Regions from separate parts of the Oryzias latipes genome. Here region 2 is linked to region 1. The links are chromatin contacts, called in public Hi-C maps. All regions are on one chromosome and are shown on one strand. The core of a region is the stretch at or near the end of the contact, and the rest is flanking DNA. Distances in the headings are between cores, read along the strand shown.

Region 1 (6,361 bases), core at 1,011-3,510:
CTCAGACAGACAAACGACAGAACCCTGTTCCAGCCTCCGGTTAAAGCTGCAGCACTTCAGAACGATCAAAGTGTTCAAGATCCATCAGTGTAATATATTAGAAACGTCACTGCCTGCTGATTATTTTAAAGCTTCTTTTTTTGTATCTGGAGATGTTCAAACTCCCTGATTTTACGTTGAACTGTCAACATTTGTACTTTGTGAAATGTGTTTTTAGTTGATCTGTCTTTTCATGTTTCACATGTTTGTGTTTCCAGTGCCATCCCTCCAGACTCTGTCTGGATTTTAACTGCAGTAAAACCTTTTCTAAAATCTTTGAAAAAGATACAGAAGAAAGCACTATAGCTTTTTACAGAATCCACTGTCACATCAATTTTATGTCACTTTTTTAGTGCATTTAATATTATTTGTCATTCACAAGTATTACATGCTAAGCAACAAATTAAGGTCCCCTTAACGAATGGACGGACTGTATTTCCAACAGAAAAAATAAACCGGAAAAAACATTTGATCATTTAAATATTGAAAGAAATCTTTTTTCCAGATATATTTTTATTCATAGACTAGATTTAACGCACGTTTTCATCATATCCAAAGCTACAGAAGTTTAGTCAGATTGAATGTTTTAAAATTGGTGACTAGGTTTCCCATAATACTCTAATCTGTAACTGAAGCTCGATGTCAAACAGAAAAAGGTTCAGAGCGCTGTCTTCACATTTTATTGTTGTAATTTTTTACTTAAATTTACGTTTATCCTCCCAGTTGGAAGACTTTTAGGGAACTAATTGTGTTATTTCAATTATTTTAAGAGGTTTCTTTTTTTTTTTTTTACTTTAAAAAGATGTTTATAGAAACTTCTTCCAGCTGTTTTCCTGCACACTCACGTGTCCCCATAATTCCAGAGAAAGTGCGGGTTTTTCTTCATAATTTTGGACATTAACGTTATCAGACTGTTGGCTTCTCTAACAGCTACAAAAATGGGCCCCAATGACAGCTGCGGGGAGCAATTGAGTAATGTAATTACTGCCAGTGTTGTGTTGTCATTCTGACGGTGTCCAATAAAATCCTTATTGACATACTTCCGCATTTAACATCCCACCTTGTCTTTATATCCTGCAAAGTTCATGTTTTAATAGAACTAGACAAAAAAATCCAGATTTTATTACCAAATATGAAACATTTAATTCATAAAGAGTTTCTTCTCTGAGCTTCAGGTTGGATCTAAGTGATGATTTGGGTAACCGTCTCTCTTTTCCATGTGACTGCAGGTTCCTGAGGGCTGCAGAGTGGCCAGGCGATTTGATTGGCTGGTGGAGGGCTCATGCTGATTGCTGATTATTGGTGGTGGGGCTGATTGTGCATTAAAGAAAGAGGAGAAGGGGGGGCGGCATCTGCATGTCTGCATGCTCACATATCCACTATCAGGGTAGAAGTTGGTAGAATACATGATCCCAAAGTCGCAAACAGGTAACAACGTCTTGTACATCCATAAATATTTGCACTAAAAGGAGTGTTTGCAGCATTCTCACTGGGAGGTGACATCTGCTCCAGATTCTTATAGTAACATGATTCTGCATGTTGATCAACCCTGCTCTGTAGAAAAATAAGATCTAACCATCTACAGTTCATAAACTTAATCTGTGCAATCAGAGTAGTTTGACCTGATCAACATCACGAGGGAAAAGGTCTTTAGTTTTGACCGATGCTGCTTGTAATCATCCATTAATAGTTAAATTGCCCCTGAGAGAAGAATTAGTGCAGCCAGCAGTTTTATTCCGACCGTTGCCTGCTGGATTTTATTAACTGTTACTAATCTTTGCCTTTTAAACTGTCATATCATTATTGAAACCTGTTAGCTTTAGGCTAAATCAGACCCGGAGGCTCATAATTTGTGCAGAGGTGAGAGCATAAATAAATATTCAGTTAATCTTTACTAAGGGGATTTGTTCCTCCTGAGCTTTTGATTCCACATCTTTGTACTTCAAATAAAACCCATGAGACTGCCAGTAAAGCCTCTCTGCTGCAGCCTTAATGCCTTTGTCTTCACTGAAACACATAGAACAGGCAACAAGCTTTAAGTTGTCACCCTCGCCTGTGTTTGCTGCACAACTCTGTTAAAAGCTGCTTCAGCAGAAACGCAGATTTACAGTCAGGGAGTTGTGCGTAGTTCTTTTTAAACCACTAACATTGTCAGCGCTGCTCGCTTCAGCTCACTCCTATCCTCATCTGTGCTCTGTTGGTGATGTCTGCCTGCCTGAGCCACTCTGCTCCTCATGCCTGCCCCCAACCTTCATCAAGCCGCATGTTTGTAACATCCTCCCATTAGGATTCAGTTGTGTTTGTGAAGCCGTGATTTATGTTTAACTCCATTCTGTCATTTTCCTCCTTTCCTGAAGCATGATTTATTTTAAGTAACAAGTGTCAGAATGGATGAAGCAGACAGCAGGACTTTCAGGTGAATAGAGGACCCCTTTTGTCCTCTTCCGCTCCATTTCCTTTGTTTTTCTCTTGGGATACAATACCACCCGTTGAACAGCAGAGGGCGGCCTTCTCCAAAGCCCTGCTCAGTGGTGAGCTCTGGACTCTGCCTTAAACCCTTCACACTGTAACCATGGAGACTTTTTGAAGAAAAAACAATGTTTGCTCCCATCTTTTGACTACATCTCCCATCATCCATCAGGGCTGTCACCAACCCCCTCAGACGCGGTTCCACAAACCTTTTTTAATTCTGTTTGTGAATGTGACGACAGACACAAATGAAATGTAAATATGAACATCTGTCATGTCTTGCTGAATGTGTTTCTATGGTGATTGTCTTTAGGTTTGTTTGAACTGAACCGATGCACTTTGTCCCGATTTACTACAGCATTTGAACATGATTAAAGAGTGAACGGATGAGTCTGCACTGATTGTAGAGAAGTGCTCCATTTTATTATGACCACTAAGCAAAAGAAATTGATTTTATACCTGTTTTGTAACTTTCCCTTCTTTTTATAGACTCTCTAATCTGTAATGTTTCTCTTAATTGTTTTTTGACTGCAAAATGTTTGATAAAGTGCACAGTAAGATTGCTCTAGGTTAAATGAAAAGCATAGGAGTCCTTTCATGAAAGCCAGAAGGTGTCTGAGCTTTAATTTTTTTGGAAAAAAAAAAAGCTGTGAAATGATCAGAACAATGCTGTAGATTTTACTTGAATCTGTAATTCCTCATCGTGTCACTGTTTCCATCTGTGACCGTTTAGCAATCAATACTGGAGGAATGGTTGAACATTAAAATAATCCACCTTTCAGGTCTTTTTGCTTTGAAATCAATCTGCTTCCCTATTGCCTTTTGTTAAAATAAAGAAAAAGCAAATAATAAATGGCCATTAGTGCCTGTATATTATTTTTTCGAATAGTCTCTGGGATCCAAATTGGTGCAAAAACAAAAGTCTATACGTTTTGTAATAGCTTATAAGATCCATCACTAACCATTTTATTAAAATTAGACATCTAGTGTCATATTTTAGACATATAGTTTAAGTCGTATTGCAGTCTTTTTTATGCAATTTGAAAAGAATCAAAACGTTGAATAGTTATTGTAATATTTCCTGTAAACAGTTTATTTCCAGCTGCTCTGTTTTCATAAAAATGTCCTCCAAAAATATCCAAACTGAACTGATGTGAACAGCATGCGACTGCGCTCAAAGGATTCAGTCTATATATTAAAGTAATACGCTTTTGTCATTTCCAGGAGGTTAAATTAAAGAGTTGACGACCTTTAAATTGGTCTCCTTGGAAAGGTCAGTGTACTGTCCTCGCTGGAATGTGTTTCGTCATCTGTGGTGCAACACTTGTAAAAAATGATCAAGAAATCCTTCAAACCTTTTATATAAACCAGTGATATGTAGCATACTGGCCTGTGTATGTCCTGAGCGGTTCAGTTATGTACAAAGATGCAAAGTAAGAAATGAAGTTTGGCGGGAAAGCTGCTTTCTGACATCAGTGTACTGAAAGCCACTGCGGCCGAGGCATTTCCTCTGCCAACTCTTCTTCACGTGTGTTCCATTCAAATCTCCATCATTTTTTGTTTCTTTTTTAGTTTCTCAAACGAGAGCGACAAACTGGTAGCAGGATTTCAAATCTAGATCAGATGGCAGTTCTTTTCTCTCCATGTTGTCTTGCACATTTTTTACTTTAAATGTTGGACACTATGTGGACTTTTTTTTTTCCTTCGCAAAATAATCTTCTAATAAAATAAGAAGCAATAAAACTTGTGGGTTGGTTTCTTTTAGGAGATGCTAGTAACAGAACAGTTCACTACAGTTAGGAGAACTTCATTTATTGCATCTGATCACATAAGTTTAACAATATAGACAATAATATTCATCAACAAATTTATTTTCTACAAGAAATGTACATACAGTCTATGAACATGCTTAAAAATATATATATATATATATTTACAGATTAAAGTGATTTGTTTGGTCTGCACACTTGCAAAGATGGTTTGGTTTAATTTAGATTCTCATTATGGGATGATTAGAACAAAATGTATGTCATAGTTAAAAAGAAATGTTATTTTTTCGGTATCAGTAACTAATTTCATAAAACTCACATCAGTTACTGTTATTTTAAATACACAACTTGTTAAATAGGTTTTAAGGTGAGGATGATGTCCCTTTTCAGATCCTGTCGACAGCTCTGCTCTTATTTAAAGGACAGAGGGGGAAAGTTTTGTGAACAAATCTAATATAAAGAAAGGGAAGTCAGCAGCAGCAAGCGTGAAACTGAACGGAGAAAGGAAGAAACTTCCACAGGAGGAGACTTCGGCTCATGGATGGTGTCGTGATTTTTGCAGACGTTAAAGAACTGGGATGGGATGTCAGATGTGCCGTGATGGAACGTTGAATTTATCTGAGAAATTGAGGGGAGGGTCAGATTAAAGGTTGAGTTGTAGCTGGGGGCTCCAGTTTCCGTGACAACGCAGTGAGGATGAGATTGAACTTGTTGTATCGATCTGACTGGTTGACGGTGGCGCCACGGCTTCCCCACAGCAGCCGCAGCTGAAAGTCCGTTTTAAACACTTCAAGTAAGCCTTCATCAAATTCAAAACCTGTAAAAAAAAATTTTTTTTAACTGAACAAGAAAACTTTTCAAATGTTTCTTTGTTTTCTTTTTTTTTACCTTTTAAAATCATCTGTGCGTTGGACGTGTGGCTTTGTGCATTCTGAGCTACAATTCGTGCGGCCTCCAGGTGCCGCAGCATGATGTCACAGCCTTCATCACTGGTTTCCCAAAACTCCGCCCCCTCAGGTGGGATTAATGGACGCTCCATCAAGGTAAGTAGAGGCAGAAGCATCGGCAGACAGAGCGCTTTGGAACTGGGGGCTGCAGAGGAAACATAAAAAGCATTTCTATTAGAAGGTTATATTTAAGGCGGATTAAAACACAAGAAATTTAAAGTGAAAAAATGTTCAGTCAGAGTCAAAACCCAATGTGTCTTCTTAATTTAGAATATTTGAATCTTATTTCATTGATGTTAAATTATAAAATAAAGGAATATATATATTCTGTTTAAAAAAACATATTTTTTCCTTAATTTTATGTTCATTAATTGCCTGAAGAAACAATGAGCTGAAAATCCTTTAAAAAAAGGACCATTGCTGTGACTGTCAGTGCATTTATAGATCTGTTGGAATATTAACTTTTACTTTTAAACTTGTTTTTGTTGACGAGCTACACTCAGTCCAATATGAGACAAATAATCAAACCTGATTTAAAAAAAACTTGCTTTATTTTGGTTTCGTTTAATTTTTAATAAAGTCAGTATGTGATTTTTTTTCTCCATTCTGGTGTTTACATTTTTTTTCTGTTTGTCAGTGAATGCATTGTGTTATTTTTGCAATGCAGAGCTTAGATAAAATGCAACCATGTCAACAAAACACAATAAGATTGTCCCTAAAGGCAGGATTTAAACCAACTTTGTGGGGCTGAAGCGAAAAGGAGTTGTGGAAACAAATGTAAGCCTCTTTCTAGTAGGGGGGATGTTTCTGCTCTTACCTGTGCCTTCATACAAGCTCTTGTAGAAAGGTTTGAGGATTTTCTCATAGCTAATGGCTGCTTGTGTGAAATTCCTGCGCAGAGTCGTCCAGGTTTCCTCCAAACGGCTGATCTGGAAGATCAACAATCCACAACTTTAGTTTTAAGCTAAATCAAGAAATTCACAAGGTGAGGATTTCATTTTTGTCTTTGTGTCTGCTGTGTCACATTTCTCACCTGCTGAAAGTCCAGAGCTTTCATCAGAGCTGTGAAGGCGTACAGATCTCCCACCTCATCCTTCAGCTCCTGAGCAACCAGAATGATGCGATTTAAGGTGGACG
Region 2 (6,361 bases), core at 1,561-4,060, 58 kb before region 1:
CACGCTGCCATAAGATTGTTGTTGCACATTTAAGGAAACCATTTATTGCAATTTTTGCCGTCCTATGCCATATGCATATAGCACAGCTTGATCTTGCGATAACGATACATTTGTGATATATTGTACAGACCTACCACACAGCAATACCTGCATATTTATGGGATCAACATCTCATCCTGGGTTTAGGTCCCTGTGGATTCTGTTCCCAAACCTGAGAGCGGGGAGGACGTTTGTATTCCAGTGCCCATGTACACATTTTGTCACCAAATAAGCGGCGCTGAGTTTGAAGAGCAAAAGCTAACTTCCTCTCAGAAAGCCATGGAGGAGCTGCTGGAGATCCTGCTTACTGATCAGAACATAAGTGAGAAGGACAGACGCAAGAAGCTGAAGCAGGTTATTATAACCCCTTTATAGAATTGAACTTCACACTTTGTTTTAGCTTGTTTGGTTTGAAATGCTTGTTGGTGGCTGCAGCTTTCTGAATTTACAGTTTGTCATTCACACATATCTTTGCTCCTGAAAGACTGACCAAGTGTTGTTTGCTTCAGTTCCAAAAGCAGTATCCAGACATTTACAAGCGACGTTTTGCATCCTCGGCACGAGAAAACAAGACGGACAGTAGACCAAAGATCAAGCCTCCCCTCCTCTCCATCAAGAAAAGCAAAGCTTTCAGCATCAGGAGCTAAAGAATTCAAGAAACTGCATTCAGACACTCCACACAGGAGCTCGTTTTTACTAACATTGTTACATCCTCCATGTTGTTTCAGTTGTGTTTTAGTGAGAGGGATTCAGCGGGACAGATTTAAAACGCGTATTTGTTGGATGTGTTTTAATGTATTGATAGTTCTATCATTTTAAGACAAATCCTCTTAAAAAGGACATTCTTTAACAGTGATTACATGTTGAAACGAGGTGCAGTTCTGAAGTCACTGGTCAGTTTGGGATTACCGGTAAATTGGTCTTTATTTATAGACATATTTATAAGAATAGAACATTGGGAGTGTTGCTAGTTTTCCAAAGATTTTTGTTCTGCATTTCCAGGTGGATTTTTTTCTTTATCTCTTTATTGGGTTTTAAGTTTTTTTTTTTTTTTTAAGTAGGGAGTATTTTAAATTTGCACCCCAGGTGTTTCCATGTTAATATTGTGACTAAAAGAGGTGAGTAGATCTTCTCTAGTTTGTGCAATTTACATCATGTTTAGAGTCTATAATTAACCAGAAACCTGAAACTAGTCCTGTAAAACAGGCACCAAAATTGTTTGATATACAGAACTGTTTCAGTATAAAAAAACTGATGGCAAGGTGAGGAAATATTTCACTCTTTTTAACAATCCTTTTTTGTGTGTTTATTTTTTGCAATGTGAAGTATTCTTTCTAACTAGATGTTAGTTTTTACCTCATCAAATTGCTTGAAGTTGATTTCTTTATTCAGAATACATAGGAGTGTATATTGTGCAGCTTCAACAATTTATGGTTTACTATGCAAAATCCTTGGAAATAAACATATTTGTGACTGAAATCATTATTGATTATGAGTGTTATGACAAATTCTTGGAGAATTTATGTTGCTTAAGTAAATTTTCCATTTAAATGAAGCGGTTATATTAATTAATTGTCTTCAAACGTACAGGCCTGACTGCAGCTTCCTGGTAAAATTCTTCCAGTGTTACAGTCACTGTTTCAATGCAGGGCGAAATTACATTTTTTGTTTTTGCGATTACTGGCAATGAGTCTTACAACATAGTTGTGGATTTAGGCACACTGACCTGCAGGATTGTTATAATTCAGCTGTATTAAGATGCCAGAGCATCTATTAAGTTAAAATCAACACCTTGATGAAGCCACTCCAGTCTTTATTTTGCTCTTCATAAAAGTGTTGTCTTTGATTTTCTAAAAATGTGGGAGATATTCTTTTTTAGATATTTTTGGTTGAAAGCAGATTTCATGGTTTAATTAAGCAGCAAAACAGCCTCCAGACCATTATACTACCTCCTCCATATTTGACTACCATGACTTTTCAACAGTTGCCAAAACGTTTTTTCAACATTTTGCAGAAAAACATAAAATGACTTTACAGCTGCTGTTAAATGTCATCCCAAGCAATTGAGTCACACCATACGTTAAACATAAATGAAGGCTGTGAAGAATCCTGAAATACACTCCCGTAGCCCTAACCTGAGGAAGTAGCTCAAACAAAACAAATTGGTAGTTGTAGCGATCTTGTGTCATTATCTGTCTGTAATGGTCTGGTCAATAAGTTGCTCATTTTGGAAAGCAAATTTCACTTTTGGGGTGAAACTGTTATTACTGAACTTAATCTACTTTCTGAGGTGCCTGTCTCAGCAGGAAGACACTGGATGACAGCCATTTCAATCCTTTGAAGAGTGACTTTTGTTCTCTGTCATTTATCAAAACTTCAGATAACAGAACTGACAACCCCCACCCCACAACCCCGAAGCCTCTAGCCAGTCTCTGAGTAATGGCAGAGGCTGTCTGGAACTAATTAGGTAGAAACTGTTTTTGCATGCACGTCCACCTTCCAACAACACTTAGGCACTGCTTTTATAAGTGCTCACTTTATATGTTTGGCCTAAATCATTTTCTGGTGGGAGAGTTTGTGTTCACTGGATGACAAAGGCCTTGTGTAGGCGACCTCAGAAGATTCTGTTTGGATTTTAAGGCCTGAAAAGAGACCAGACAAAGCAGGTTTGTTCAACTCTGGGTAAGGCTTGAGGAGGTCGGGTAGGAGGTTCAGGGAGGGGGAGTGAGAGCAGAGGACATGAAAGTAAGGAAGGGTGGAAAAGGGGAGGGATCATGACAAAAAAAAAGGGGCAGGGTGCTTGCATTTTCATTCCTTTCTGTGAAAAAAAAAAACTGTGGTTTAAATCCAAGTCTAAATCTCTACAAGCAACTAGTGTGATTGTGTGGACAACCAAAGCAACAACGTTGAAGAGCAACATGGTCAGTCGGTGAGTAACACGTTCAATTTACTGTTTAAGATGTTTCTTTCAGCAGAAAATAGAATTTGGGACTTCTTCGGGGTTGCAAATGTTTATTTTTCTGGAATAAAACCAGAAAAAGTTGCTGGCAGACATGGCTGTTATGCTGAAATCATCCAGTGAATCAAATGAAAAAATATCAGATGACGCAGGCTGGAAATAGAGAACTGGCAAACCCAAACAAGCTGCACCAGCCTTTTGCAAAAATCTGCAGCATGGGGGGAAGAAAAGAGATGATTAAAAGCAGGAGAGGGAAACCAGTAAAATGGAGAGAGCAGTAAAACATGAAGGGCTGCACGACAAAACATGGATTAAAAAAGAAAGGATTTATGATTGTTAATCCAACAATCCATCATTAAAAGTTTAAATCCCTCAAATTTTACTCTGTGTCTCAGATTATATAATGAATGTCGGAAGTTGATGTTTTAAGTTATGTCAAGTCTGTCAATTTCGTAAAATAACCTAGAAACATAATTTTAATATACTTAAGAATCTTTATGGCAAATATTTTGACCATAATAAACTTTTTTCAATGCCAATAAGGACTAATCAATGCAGAAATAGATTATCCTGACTATGAACCACAGTGGTGGGAGTGTGATGGTGTGGCACACACCACACTAAAGTCTGGTATGCAATGTGAGCAAAACCAGATGGAGATCAGCAACAGAGCCTTTGGCAAACAACAGACAAAGTAAAACCAATGAAGTACTTAATTTAAGAACCTTAAAAATGTAAGGTGAAGAATAAAAACAACCAACTGAATCCAAATATTAGTAGAAAAATGTTAAAAAAAAGTAATGGTGTCTGTAAGCAGTTTTTTTCGTACATGTTTTTTTCCTCGCTGGTCAGTTTCTGGATAATACTGGTTCCAAACCAAAAGTTGTTCCAAATGCCTGATGTTTCCTGGCAGTTTTATATCCTCAAGCAAAAAAGCAAATCTAGGTGTGAATTTATCTGTATTTCCTGCCAGCTGTAGCTGAGTCTGCAGGACTGAGTTTCTGTAATTAGCTCATGTTGGTTTGCTACCTGGTTTATTTTTATGGCTATGACTCTTAAACTAGTAAATGGCACATTTGCTTTCATTAGTGAGTTCATCCTGCAGTTAATACCTTGTTCAATTGTCTGCTGTTTCAGCACAGTCATGACATGAGACCTTATTTTTGTGTCAATCAGTTCAGTTCTTTGCCTTTTTCTCTTTTGCTTAGGCTGCTTTCTCTGGTCTCCCTATCCTTTTTAGTACTTTTTCTTTTTTTGGGGGGGGGTGGGGGGGCGTAATCTGAACTACATCTTCCACAACACAACAGTTAAAACCCTGCTTAGACAGAGTAACACAGATATTTGGTGAACCAACAACTCCACAATAAAACTGCTAACTGATTCATGCCTAAGGTTTTATTTACATAGGTTGTTGTAGAATTAATCCCTCTTCATCTCTTTCCAGCGTGGAGCATCCTGCTGCAGGCTACAAGAAGATCTTTGAGACAGTGGAGGAGCTGGATGAACCCATTCCTGCTCAAATCAGTGGTAAAATAAAGAGGATATATGAGCACCATCCCACCCAATGCTGTTTTGCTAATATTTCCCACTAATGGATTGCTTGGGGAGATTTGGCTAACTAGAGAGTTGACAGGATCAGGATGTGCAATCCTGTCTCCCCAGGTGTTATCCCATCATGGCTGGGGGGCAGTCTTCTCAGAATGGGTCCCGGCCTGTTTGAAGTGGGAGATGAACCCTTCCACCACCTGTTTGATGGACAGGCTCTCATGCACAAGTTTGACCTGAGGAACGGTCAGGTGACATACAACAGAAAGTAAGAAGACCAAAAAAAAAAGTCGGAAAATACTGAAAACTAATTATTTTTGCTATGTTTTTGGTATGTTTTGAACTTGTGAAATTGGTAATTCTGTAGATCTAGTGTGGCTAAATGAATTCAGTGCATGCCAATAGAAATGTAAAGTCTGAACTTGGATTTGGAGAAATCATAAACACGTTCTTGGGACAAGCTCAATTATCTTTTTGGGTTTTTAGTTATTTATTTAAATAGAAGATGCTCTTTTTGTGAATTATTTGAACACAGGTTTCTATTTTCTTTTTTTGCTTCAGATTCATTAAGACAGACTCATATGTTCGTGCCATGACAGAAAACAGAGTTGTCATCACTGAATTTGGCACCATAGCTTATCCAGACCCCTGCAAAAACATCTTCTCCAGGTAACCAAGGAAAACCACACAGATTTCAGATTACCTCTTACCGTTATTATATTTTTTAACGATGACTTTAACAGAACATTGAGACCATGAGCCATTTTTGACACAGATTTACGTTTTACTTTTACCAACACTGATACTATCAGCCCCATAATTAAATTATTAATAAAACGTTTTTGGTCGTGGTAAATTTCTAATTCTACCTGACATTCTTGCGTCTACAAAGAACTTATTTTTTTTATTACATTTTTGTTTAATTGACAGAGAATTCCCACTGTTGTTTTGTAAAAAAACAACAACAAAAAAACAGTTAAATATAGATAAACATTATTCAAACCTCATACCATATGATTTCCTGGATACCTTTTTTTTAAACATTCTGTCTCTTGCAGTTGTCATGTGTCTCTGATGAACACAATAAAACCGATACAATTTGCAGAATCAGCGACTGCCAAAATACAATTGTTGCCCCTTCTTTTTATCATAATTTCAATTTTACTCCTTAGTGCACATATCATAATTCTTCTTTCTGCTCAATTGCTGGCCAATTATGGATTTATTTTTGTGCTTGTATGTATTTAGGTTCTTTTCGTACTTCAAAGGAATTGAGGTGACTGATAACTGTTTAGTTAACATCTATCCGATTGGCGAAGACTTCTACGCTGTCACTGAAACCAACTACATCACAAAGGTGGATCCTGATTCTCTGGAGACTTTAGAAAAGGTAGGAAAGGTTTCACTGTTTGGTCAGTGTCCTTATGAACAGTGTAGTCAACAAAAATACTCAAGAAGCCTATCAAGATCAGAAGAGAATTGCTGATTGAATGTCAGATGAAAAAACATTTGAATTTTTACAAACACTGACAGCTAAGCAATGAAAAATGACCAAAAAAATATTTTTTCCCTTTCTAAAACCACTTTATTGAGTGTTTGTCATTTTGTTTTTAAACCCAGATGCACTGATTTTGAATAATGAATGCGAAAATGCAAAATGTTTACACCATATCATAATTTCTGGGTGGGATCAAAATAATTTAAATAAAGTTTTTTTGTACTTCAGTCACTTTCCATTGCTTCATCCATTAAATTAGACAAAACAGAAAAAAATGATATTCTTTATTGTATGTCATGATAATGTGTATTATGCAAGAT

Evidence for each region. Hi-C and Micro-C count contacts between places; a contact is called where the count stands out from the background.
Region 2: a contact with region 1 is called in a Hi-C map of embryo, with 1.9 times the contacts expected there. The contact joins the promoter of LOC101163729 here to the enhancer-like site in region 1. A contact is called at or near these places in 4 of 5 Hi-C or Micro-C datasets (embryo and fibroblasts).

What each region holds. Positions count from the first base shown.
Region 1 is chr4:18,902,195-18,908,555 of ASM223467v1, reverse strand. It overlaps fnbp1l (formin-binding protein 1-like), which reads left to right. Exons shown (of 17, transcript XM_020702532.2): 17 at 1,269-3,367. The coding sequence ends at 1,276. bcar3 (breast cancer anti-estrogen resistance protein 3) reads right to left here. Exons shown (of 17, transcript XM_011474199.3): 14 at 6,258-6,361; 15 at 6,042-6,153; 16 at 5,166-5,369; 17 at 4,308-5,094. The coding sequence ends at 4,916. Among protein-coding and RNA genes, the nearest start is that of LOC111947372, 23 kb to the right of the region's middle. Within about 2 kb of position 2,260, at least 3 of the 8 cell types and tissues checked have an H3K27ac peak or open chromatin away from gene starts, as enhancers often do. A contact at or near this core is called in embryo, where this site is marked.
Region 2 is chr4:18,960,392-18,966,752 of ASM223467v1, reverse strand. LOC101163729 (retinal Mueller cells isomerohydrolase) reads left to right here and starts at 2,810. Exons shown (of 14, transcript XM_004068058.4): 1 at 2,810-2,968; 2 at 4,443-4,525; 3 at 4,661-4,811; 4 at 5,105-5,212; 5 at 5,792-5,933. The coding sequence starts at 2,814. depdc1 (DEP domain-containing protein 1A) reads left to right here. Exons shown (of 12, transcript XM_011474212.3): 11 at 187-393; 12 at 549-1,523. The coding sequence ends at 686.